Linked DNA regions of Anser cygnoides: regions 1 and 3 are each linked to region 2. A link is a contact called in public Hi-C data. All regions are on one chromosome and are shown on one strand. The core of a region is the stretch at or near the end of the contact, and the rest is flanking DNA. Distances in the headings are between cores, read along the strand shown. Region 1 has its middle 21 kb from the start of YES1. Region 2 holds the start of THOC1 (THO complex subunit 1). Region 3 holds the start of YES1 (YES proto-oncogene 1, Src family tyrosine kinase).

The links. Hi-C and Micro-C count contacts between places; a contact is called where the count stands out from the background.
Region 1: a contact with region 2 is called in a Hi-C map of fetal liver, with 2.0 times the contacts expected there. The contact joins the enhancer-like site here to the promoter of THOC1 in region 2. A contact is called at or near these places in 5 of 7 Hi-C or Micro-C datasets (fetal liver, granulosa cells and liver).
Region 3: a contact with region 2 is called in a Hi-C map of liver, with 2.3 times the contacts expected there. The contact joins the promoter of YES1 here to the promoter of THOC1 in region 2. A contact is called at or near these places in 3 of 7 Hi-C or Micro-C datasets (granulosa cells and liver).

The regions. Positions count from the first base shown.
Region 1 is chr2:112,841,326-112,844,025 of Taihu_goose_T2T_genome, forward strand. No RefSeq gene overlaps it. Among named protein-coding and RNA genes, the nearest start is that of YES1, 21 kb to the right of the region's middle. Within about 2 kb of position 1,331, at least 1 of the 3 cell types and tissues checked has open chromatin away from gene starts, as enhancers often do. A contact at or near this core is called in fetal liver, where this site is marked.
Region 2 is chr2:113,124,644-113,127,343 of Taihu_goose_T2T_genome, forward strand. It overlaps THOC1 (THO complex subunit 1), which reads left to right and starts at 1,350. Exons shown (of 21, transcript XM_048057986.2): 1 at 1,350-1,503; 2 at 2,144-2,217; 3 at 2,321-2,381. The coding sequence starts at 1,456.
Region 3 is chr2:112,861,944-112,864,643 of Taihu_goose_T2T_genome, forward strand. YES1 (YES proto-oncogene 1, Src family tyrosine kinase) reads left to right here and starts at 1,410. Exons shown (of 12, transcript XM_048057947.2): 1 at 1,410-1,702.

The DNA.
Region 1 (2,700 bases), core at 81-2,580, 280 kb before region 2:
TGGGGGTCAAATCTACTTAAACCATGTTTAATATTACCAGAAATTAGTCCTTCAATAGTCTCTTCTTCAGGCAAAATATCAATAATCAACTGGGTTCTCTTCTATACTGACATAATGCATACAATATTGTTGTTGCTTTGCAGAGTATGTACTTTGAATTTTTTCCACTTTCAGATTCACAGTTTGGTTAGTATTAATAGATGTAAACTCATAAACTGAACTTTCACTGAGATTAGTACAATCTACATGGCTCCAGGCCTTCAGTTTTGGCAGTACCAATGCTACCTTAGCAATGAGTCTCTTGTTAGAAAAGCTCTGTGCAGAAATTGCATGGTACTCACATGATAGCTGTTGAATATGTGTTTGAAATTAAATATCAGGTGTGTTTGCAATTAAACTGTGTAGGGAATCCTCCAGACAAAATGACAGCTGTCAAAATCTAGGCTTTCCCCTACTCTAAGGCAAAGCTTTGGAGGGATGAATTTATTGCAGAAACACTAATAGCCGAGACTAATAGCAATCTGCTGCGCCATAAGTTTGGGACCCTATTCTGATTTTCCTGGAGTACTCTGGTATTTGTTTGTACAGATAATGGAGGAACTGTACGAGACTTTATAGATGCCATTACTTTCTGTATTTCCTTATGAAAAACATTCTACCGAATACTTGTTCAAAATGCACACAGCCCCACATTGGAGGTGTCTGTCTGCAACATAGGTGACACAGACTGAAGCTCCTGGGACTAGAGCACCTCAGAGCTGTAGAGAGCACAGCTGGGGATGTAAGAGTGTAAAAACTGCTGTACCATCTCAGACCAGTGGTCCATCAAACCTGCTTGCCTATCTCAAACAGCAGCTGCTACCAGAAGCTTGGGAAAGAATACAAGAACAGGGCACACATATATTGATGATTTCTCCTCACATACTTACAGCTTCTGGGTATCTGTGGCTTAAGGAATTATTGAGATTTTAAGTGTATCCTCCTTCTGATGTTCTGTCCTTGTTTGACTTTTCCCTGTGAATGTGTCTAATTGCATTTTGAACTGTTTTATACCTTTGACTTCCATTAGATATGTGAACAAGTTTCACAGCTTAATTAGGAGCTGTGCCTAATCAAGTGTCTGTTCTGAACTGGACTATGAGCTTTTTTTCCCCCTTCATCTTGTTTCAAAGGGATCTTTAGTGTGACTAGAATTTCAGTTCAACACTTTTCTGAAACCAGAACTGCTACTTGTTTCATGCCTTTGCTCTTATTCTCTGGTATACAGGGCAATACTAAATTGCCCGCTGTGGATGACAACTGAATTCTTTATCTGCATATTATCAGCACTGTTGACTTGCCCTTCAAACATAAACAAAGAGTTCACAGGCAGCTTGGAGGCTGGGTAGCTCAAAAGCTGGTGCCAGGCTCCCTGCAGACAAACATGCTCAGAATCAAGTGGCAAGCAGGTTTAACTTAAACTACAGCTTTCTTACTGAGTAGGGTGGGAAATAATAGAGCTGACAGTGTCAAGCTTTCCACACCAATCTTGGCTACCCTCCCCTTATCAGGCAAGAGGAAGAGATAAGCTAATTGTTTGATCAGGATTAGCATTATCTGCTACCAGTCTCTAATGTCCGTTTAGAATCAAAAGTCAGTCAGTATTGTAGCTTACAGTATTTATATGTAAATACTTACAAAATATTATTTTGCACTTTAATTACTAGTGTGAAGAAGGGAGCATTGTTATTTCACTTAATTACTATATGATATTTGTCTTTCATATTTGTCTTACATCCATATCGCTGTGTAGCACAGAAACCAAGTGAGTTGATATACCTTATTAGAGGCTGTAGCAGTGCAGAAAAGAACATATCTATATTATGGATTTTTAAACTGATGTAGCAGCATAGCTGCAAACCTACTTTCTTGCCTTGATTGAAGCCAGGCTTGCCCTGAGGTGATCAACTGCAGTATGAATACCTAAATTGCACTGGTTATAATACCATTTTACATGGAGCATTGTGTTTCTCTGTTCACTTTGCTGGTATTATGACCAAAGCACAAAATTCAACACCTTGACAGCAGGCATAGCTTTTGTATTTAAGTCACAAACAATATTTTCCAGTGTTAAGAGTAAACACAATTAATTTGTTTTAAAGAGTTTTTTATTATTATTATTTATTTAAACATCACTTTTGCAAATGTTATATGGCTTTTAAGCTTTTTTTTTCCTCTATTGCTAGTGTTCCCTATAGAAGACCAAGAAAGGGACAATTTTACTCTCACAGAGACTATTTCACTTAACAAAGAAGATTCTGTACTGAAAAAAATGATACCCATTCTACAAAGAGCCAGGAAAAGGACGGAAAGAAGGTGGTTTGGACTGTTGGTAGCTGCCATTGGGATGTTCCTCCTGTGTTCAGTCCCAATCCAGCCAGCAACAGCAATGGCACAGAGCTACCTCTCAGTTTTTACATCAGAGTAATACGTTGTGTCTGCTCTGTTCTGATGAGCCTGCCTCCCTGCAGCACCTACAGGCATTTCTGAGACATGGGAATTCCCTTCTCACAGTTTATAGGGAGTCCTTGGAAGGTCCAGTATTGATGTGGAACCATCTGTGGCTGGGTAGACAAGGATGAGGTGTGAATATGTCTTCCTGATGCATTAGGCCATCCCAGTGTTAATGCTGGCTAGAAGGAAGACCATGGCCGACAGCCA
Region 2 (2,700 bases), core at 100-2,599:
GCGGAGTGCCACCAGAGCCAGGCGTCCATCCGCACCTCTGTTTTCTGGGCAAACGCTTCCCTCTGCCGGCAGAAAGACGAACGAGCCACACAATAAAACACTTCCAGATGATCTTTGAGGAGTTTTTAATATTTGATTTTAGAATAGTAAATGTAATTAATATTAATAAAATGCAAATAATTACTTGTATTTTCCAATAGCAGAAAAAATTGGTATTTTAGTTTTTCCTACCTACACAAAAGGATTGGGCAGCACCTGTGCTTTTCAGCCAGATACCGGACTGTGTGCTTTGGAGACCTGGGAAACTGCACTGGGGCTCTGCTTTCTTTGGGTTGTCTGAATTATTATAATTATAATTATATAATTAGAATGGTTTGGGTTGGAAGGGACCTCAAAGATCACCCAGTTCCAACCCCCCTGCCATGGGCAGGGACACCTCCCACCAGACCAGGCTGCCCAAAGCCCCATCCAGCCTGGCCTTGAACACCTCCAGGGATGGGGCATCCACAGCTTCTCTGGGCAGCCTGTGCCAGTGCCTCACCACCCTCAAAGTTCAAAGTAATATCAAAGTTCAGTAACTGTGACACTTTCGTTCTCAGACACTCATGCTTTCTGAGAAACATTTAGAAGATCTGTAAGCCAGTGTGTTCTAATATGTTAATTATATCGGTAATAGAACTTTTCCACGTCCATGTCAAGACCTACTGAGCTATATGCTGTATGAATAGTACACTGATTTTCTGGGCATAAAAAAGAATATATGGTTTGTTGTGTTGTTGAAATAACAACGGAGAAATGTTAAAAATAGGGAACTGGTATTGAAACTGGCAGGCAGAAGAAGCAGAGGTCTTCAGAGCTGCTAGACGGAGGTCTTTCCCTTCCACCTGGACAAGCCAAAGAAACACAAATTAAAACACAGGCCAGACCGTTTGTGTCCTTTACTGTGCACAAGGAAAGAAACAGAGAAACAGAAAAGGAAAATGTAGCAAAATGTTTTCTGAGGCTCCTGATGAGCGAGGGACATCGCCGCAGAGCAGGCTGCCTTCAGGGATCTGGCAGCTGCCAGAGGCACTCGTGGTGAAGGGCGAGGTGAGAGACCAAGGCGCTCAGGGCTTCGGTACTGACCTGATCTCCTCACACTGCCCTAGTGATTTAAAAAATAAAAGCAAAGAAGGTGATTAATAAAGGAGAGCTAAGAGGAGAGAAAAGCAACGGTCTGGTTAGGCATATACGGCTCGGACCAACTCAGCAACTTAAACAGGGTATGAAAACGGGCAGCATTTCTTCCATCATGAGGGCAGGAATGAGCAGCACCGAACCAACCGACGCCGCCCCTGCTCGGAAAACGGGCAGCCCTCCCTCCGCGCCGCGCCAACGGCCGCCAACGGCCGCCAACGGCCGCCCGCCCGCCATCGCGTCATCGCGGCGCGCCGCGGAGCGCTGCCGGCCGGAGCCATGTCGCCGCCGCTCTTCAGCCTGCCCGAGGCGCGGATCCGCTTCACCGTGAGCGCCGCGGGAGCCGGCCGGCACCGGGGGGGCGGGACGGGACGGGACGGGACCGGGGGTCGGGGGCCGGCGGCCGGGGGCCGCTGCCATCTTGGGATGGGCCGTGCTGAGGGGGGCGCTGCGGGGGGCCGCGCCTGGCTCTGGAGAGGGCCCGGCTGGGCACCTGAGGTCCTGCGGGCACGACCCTACCCATAACCCGCCTTGAAAAGCGGGGCTGGGGCTTGCACCGAATCCCAAACCACACAAATCCTCCTGCTGAGAGGGTGAGGTTGTGGGGGGCTTGTGAGTGTTGTAGGTACAGCAGCGGGCACAACACAGCGCACCCCTTTGTGCTTCGCTGACACCGTTCAGCCCATAGTTAGCTCTGGTTTGAGGCGTGATCTGCTACCTCACATGACTAATTTGCTAGATATTTATTGTTATTTATCCTACTCTTTCCAAAGGCTCCTTTGTAAATCGATACGTGGTGTGCATTTACATGTAAATCAATACATGGTGTGCAATACACGGTACCTTTGCACTTCTGACCACCATCAGGTGGCAGAAAAAAAAAAAAAAGTGGTCTGGCAGAAACAATCTTGGTAACATTATAGTTTTGTTCTGCTTTTGTAACTTTTGTCTGTTTACACTTTGATAGTCTTCCACCAGAGAGGCCCTGCATAACAAAACTATCAAACCACTGCTGAACGCATTTAACCAGATTCCTGGGAGGTAAGTGGCTGCCACTTGCTTTAAAAGGTTCCCATTTTCAGATCATTTTTATGTGTTCCTAATAATAATGTTATTAACTGATGTGGGATGTTTGTGTTTGCAGTGAAAACGAAAAGAAGTGTACCTTGGATCAAGCTTTTAGAGTTATTGTAGAAGAAGAAATAGTAAGTACTTCAAACTGCTACAGCATATCTCTTGATATAAATCCAACTTTAATCCACTAGTTAGGATATTAATTTAACAGCAGCTTACTGCAGTATTGGGAAATACTGTTTATTAAAAAAACATGAATTATATGAAAGTTATGTAATTAATACGGGTGATTATAGGAGTGTGGTAGGTAGGACAGAATGGCAGTGTTTGGCAGATACCAGCCTATACTGAGAGGTGTTGGTTGACTTGGCCTTTTTCATCAGCTCTTTCTAATGTTTATGTAGGTCTGCTTAGTCTGAAAATTCGAGTTCATAAATATGGATTATTCTG
Region 3 (2,700 bases), core at 160-2,659, 260 kb before region 2:
CAAGAGCCAGCATGCCTCTAACCATAAAGCTTCAGCCCAAAGCTGCTCCATTTCTTACCAAAAACGAGTAATTTTGAAGCGTAATGATGACGACATCCTTGAGGCTGTCATTTTTTCAGATATGCAAGTTCTACCACTGAGATGTAAAATTAACCACATGGCGGTGCTTGCCTGTGTATAGGCAAACGCGACCGATGCTGGAGGTCAGACTGTGTTCCCACCAGTGCTGGGAAGCAGAGACAGACTCAGGCCTCTGCCACTCCGCAAATACTCCTCGGTTAAGTAATTCGCTGTCCAGCTCGATTCATAAAACTCGCTGTTGATTTCTAAATTAAAAATCAATTCTTTATAATGTGATTTAGGCTCCTGACAGGGCAGGAAAATGATAAACTCCACCACGCTAACAGGATTGCATGAATATGATTTATGGTAAGGAGCCTCAAAATCTGAAATGCCTTTTTTTTTTTTTCTTTTTGCTAACTGCCTGCTTAGTGTATTTATGGTCCTGTAAAAGCAAATACATGTATTCTCTTAAATTAAAAATTACAAACGTCTTTACTTTGCATCCCCGCCTAGAGAACAGATCTTGTGTTTTGCTTGCTTTAATGATTAAAACTACACTATTAGATTATCATTGCAGATCAATACAATTACCATTTTATATTCAGCCTGTGAACCAAATAAAGATGCAATAGACACAAACACTATTACAGCACCAAATTTTGCTATTAGCGAGCTGAAAGCAATAAAAGATAATTCTGAGTGATAACCACCAATTTGCCCACGTAAACTTCAATAACTTTGTCTCCTTCGGGTGGTTCGTGTTATTTTTTTTCCCCTTCTTCCTGCAGTCCGTAATTGGGAAGGCTGGATGCGTTGCAGTGACCCTTCTCCTTAAGCCCACCTCGACACAAACCCAACCTTTTTACTTCTTCAGCGTGAAAGGCTGGGGTCCGGAATTGAGGCTGGTGGGAAACCCATGACTCCAGACACCACGGAGCTAAGGGAGAGGACAGTGGGAAACCCTTAAAACCTAACATGAGGGAGCTCAGGGAGCCTTGCTCCCGCCTCGCCGGGCTTTTGGGAGCCACTTGGCGGTGTGGCGGAGGGGAAGGAGCTCACACACCTGAACCGGCGTGAAGCCGGGGGGGCACCAGCCGAGCTCGGGCTGCTCCCTGCTACCCCGGGGGACCCCCCTACGCCCACCCCAGCCCGCGGGGGCCGCCCCGGGGAGCGGGGACGGCTGCCCCCCGCCTCCCCGCCGTCAGGGCAGCGCCGCCACCATGTTGGCTCGGCCGGAGGGGGCCGCGCCGCCGCCATCCCGCGGCGTGGGGGCCGCCCGGCTCCTCCCCGCGGCCTCTGACTCGGGCGGGGAGCCTCGCCCGGAGGCAGCGGCGGGCGAGGCGAGGCCGGGCAAGGCGAGGCGAGGCGAGGCGGAGGAGGGGCCGGCGGTGCCCGGCGGAGAAGCCCGGCCGTAGGGGCGGGGAGTCTCCTCCTCCCGCCGCCAGGCTCCGGCTCCCCGCACGCACCGGAGCGCCCGGCTCCCTCCTCCTCCTCCTCCTCCCGCTCCTCTTCCCTCCTCCCTTCCCCTCCTCCCCCCCTTCCCTCCCCGGGTCGCCGCGGCTCCGGGAGGAGCGGGGGGGGCCCCGCTTCCTTCCCTCTCCCCCCTCCTTCTCCCACCGGCGCCGCCGAGGACAGGCAGGTGAGGACCCGGCCGCGCTCCGCCGCCCCGCGGGGAGAGGCGGCCGCGATGGCGGCGGCGGTGGCGGCGGCCGCAGCGGAGGCGCTAGGCCCCGGCCGCCCTCCCCCGGCCTCTCCCCGCGCCGCGACCCCTTCCTCCGCCCGAAGTTTCTCGCCAACTTTCCTGCCGGGCCCCGCCGGGGCACCGAGCGGGGAGGCGGCGGGGCTGGGGGGGACCGCACCCGGGGGGGGCGAGGAGGCACGGCCCGGGGCCGGCTGCGGCTCCCCGGGGACCCCCGGGGAGGGCTCGGAGCGGGGCCGCGGTCGCTGTGGGGGGGCCTTGGGGCGAGATCCAGGAAACTGGTTTCCGAAGGGGCTGTGCGCGCCTCGGCTTGTTTTATTTTATATATATATATATATATATATGTATGTATGTATTTTTTTTTTCGTTCGGTGTTCTGGTTTGCGTCCCTCCACCTAGCAAGAACACGACTGCTTGAGATTTCTGAGTCATTAATTTGAATATTCAGTCATAACACTTCATCAAACCTCCTCATGTTCCTTACATTTTTTTAATTTTTTTTTTAAAAAAAGCATTAAAAACACACAGGCCCCCATCCCCGCAGACACCGCGTGCAACTTTTCTTGCTGCAGACCCCCAGGCGTGCGGTGAGTGGAGTTATGTGTGCGTCCCTCCAGGCGAAGGGCTAGCAGCGCGTTGCCTCCCTGCCTTACACCCTGCATGGGTTCACTGCGTTTGCTTCAGGATGGTCCCTTCCAGATGTCGGATGCCTACAGAGGCACGAGCCAGTTTGTGTCAGAGAAAGTAGGATATGAATACGAGCGAACCTCGTGATTGCTGAGAAGGTTCGTTCAGGCCTACCTGCTGAATTTGAGCCCAGGCAGAGGCTGGTTGTTAATTAGAAAATAGCTGTATGAATTTACTTTAACTGGCAGGCTAAGACAAACCCAGCTTAAAACCTAGGACGTGTTGCCAAGGAAAGTGTATTGTATTTTTCT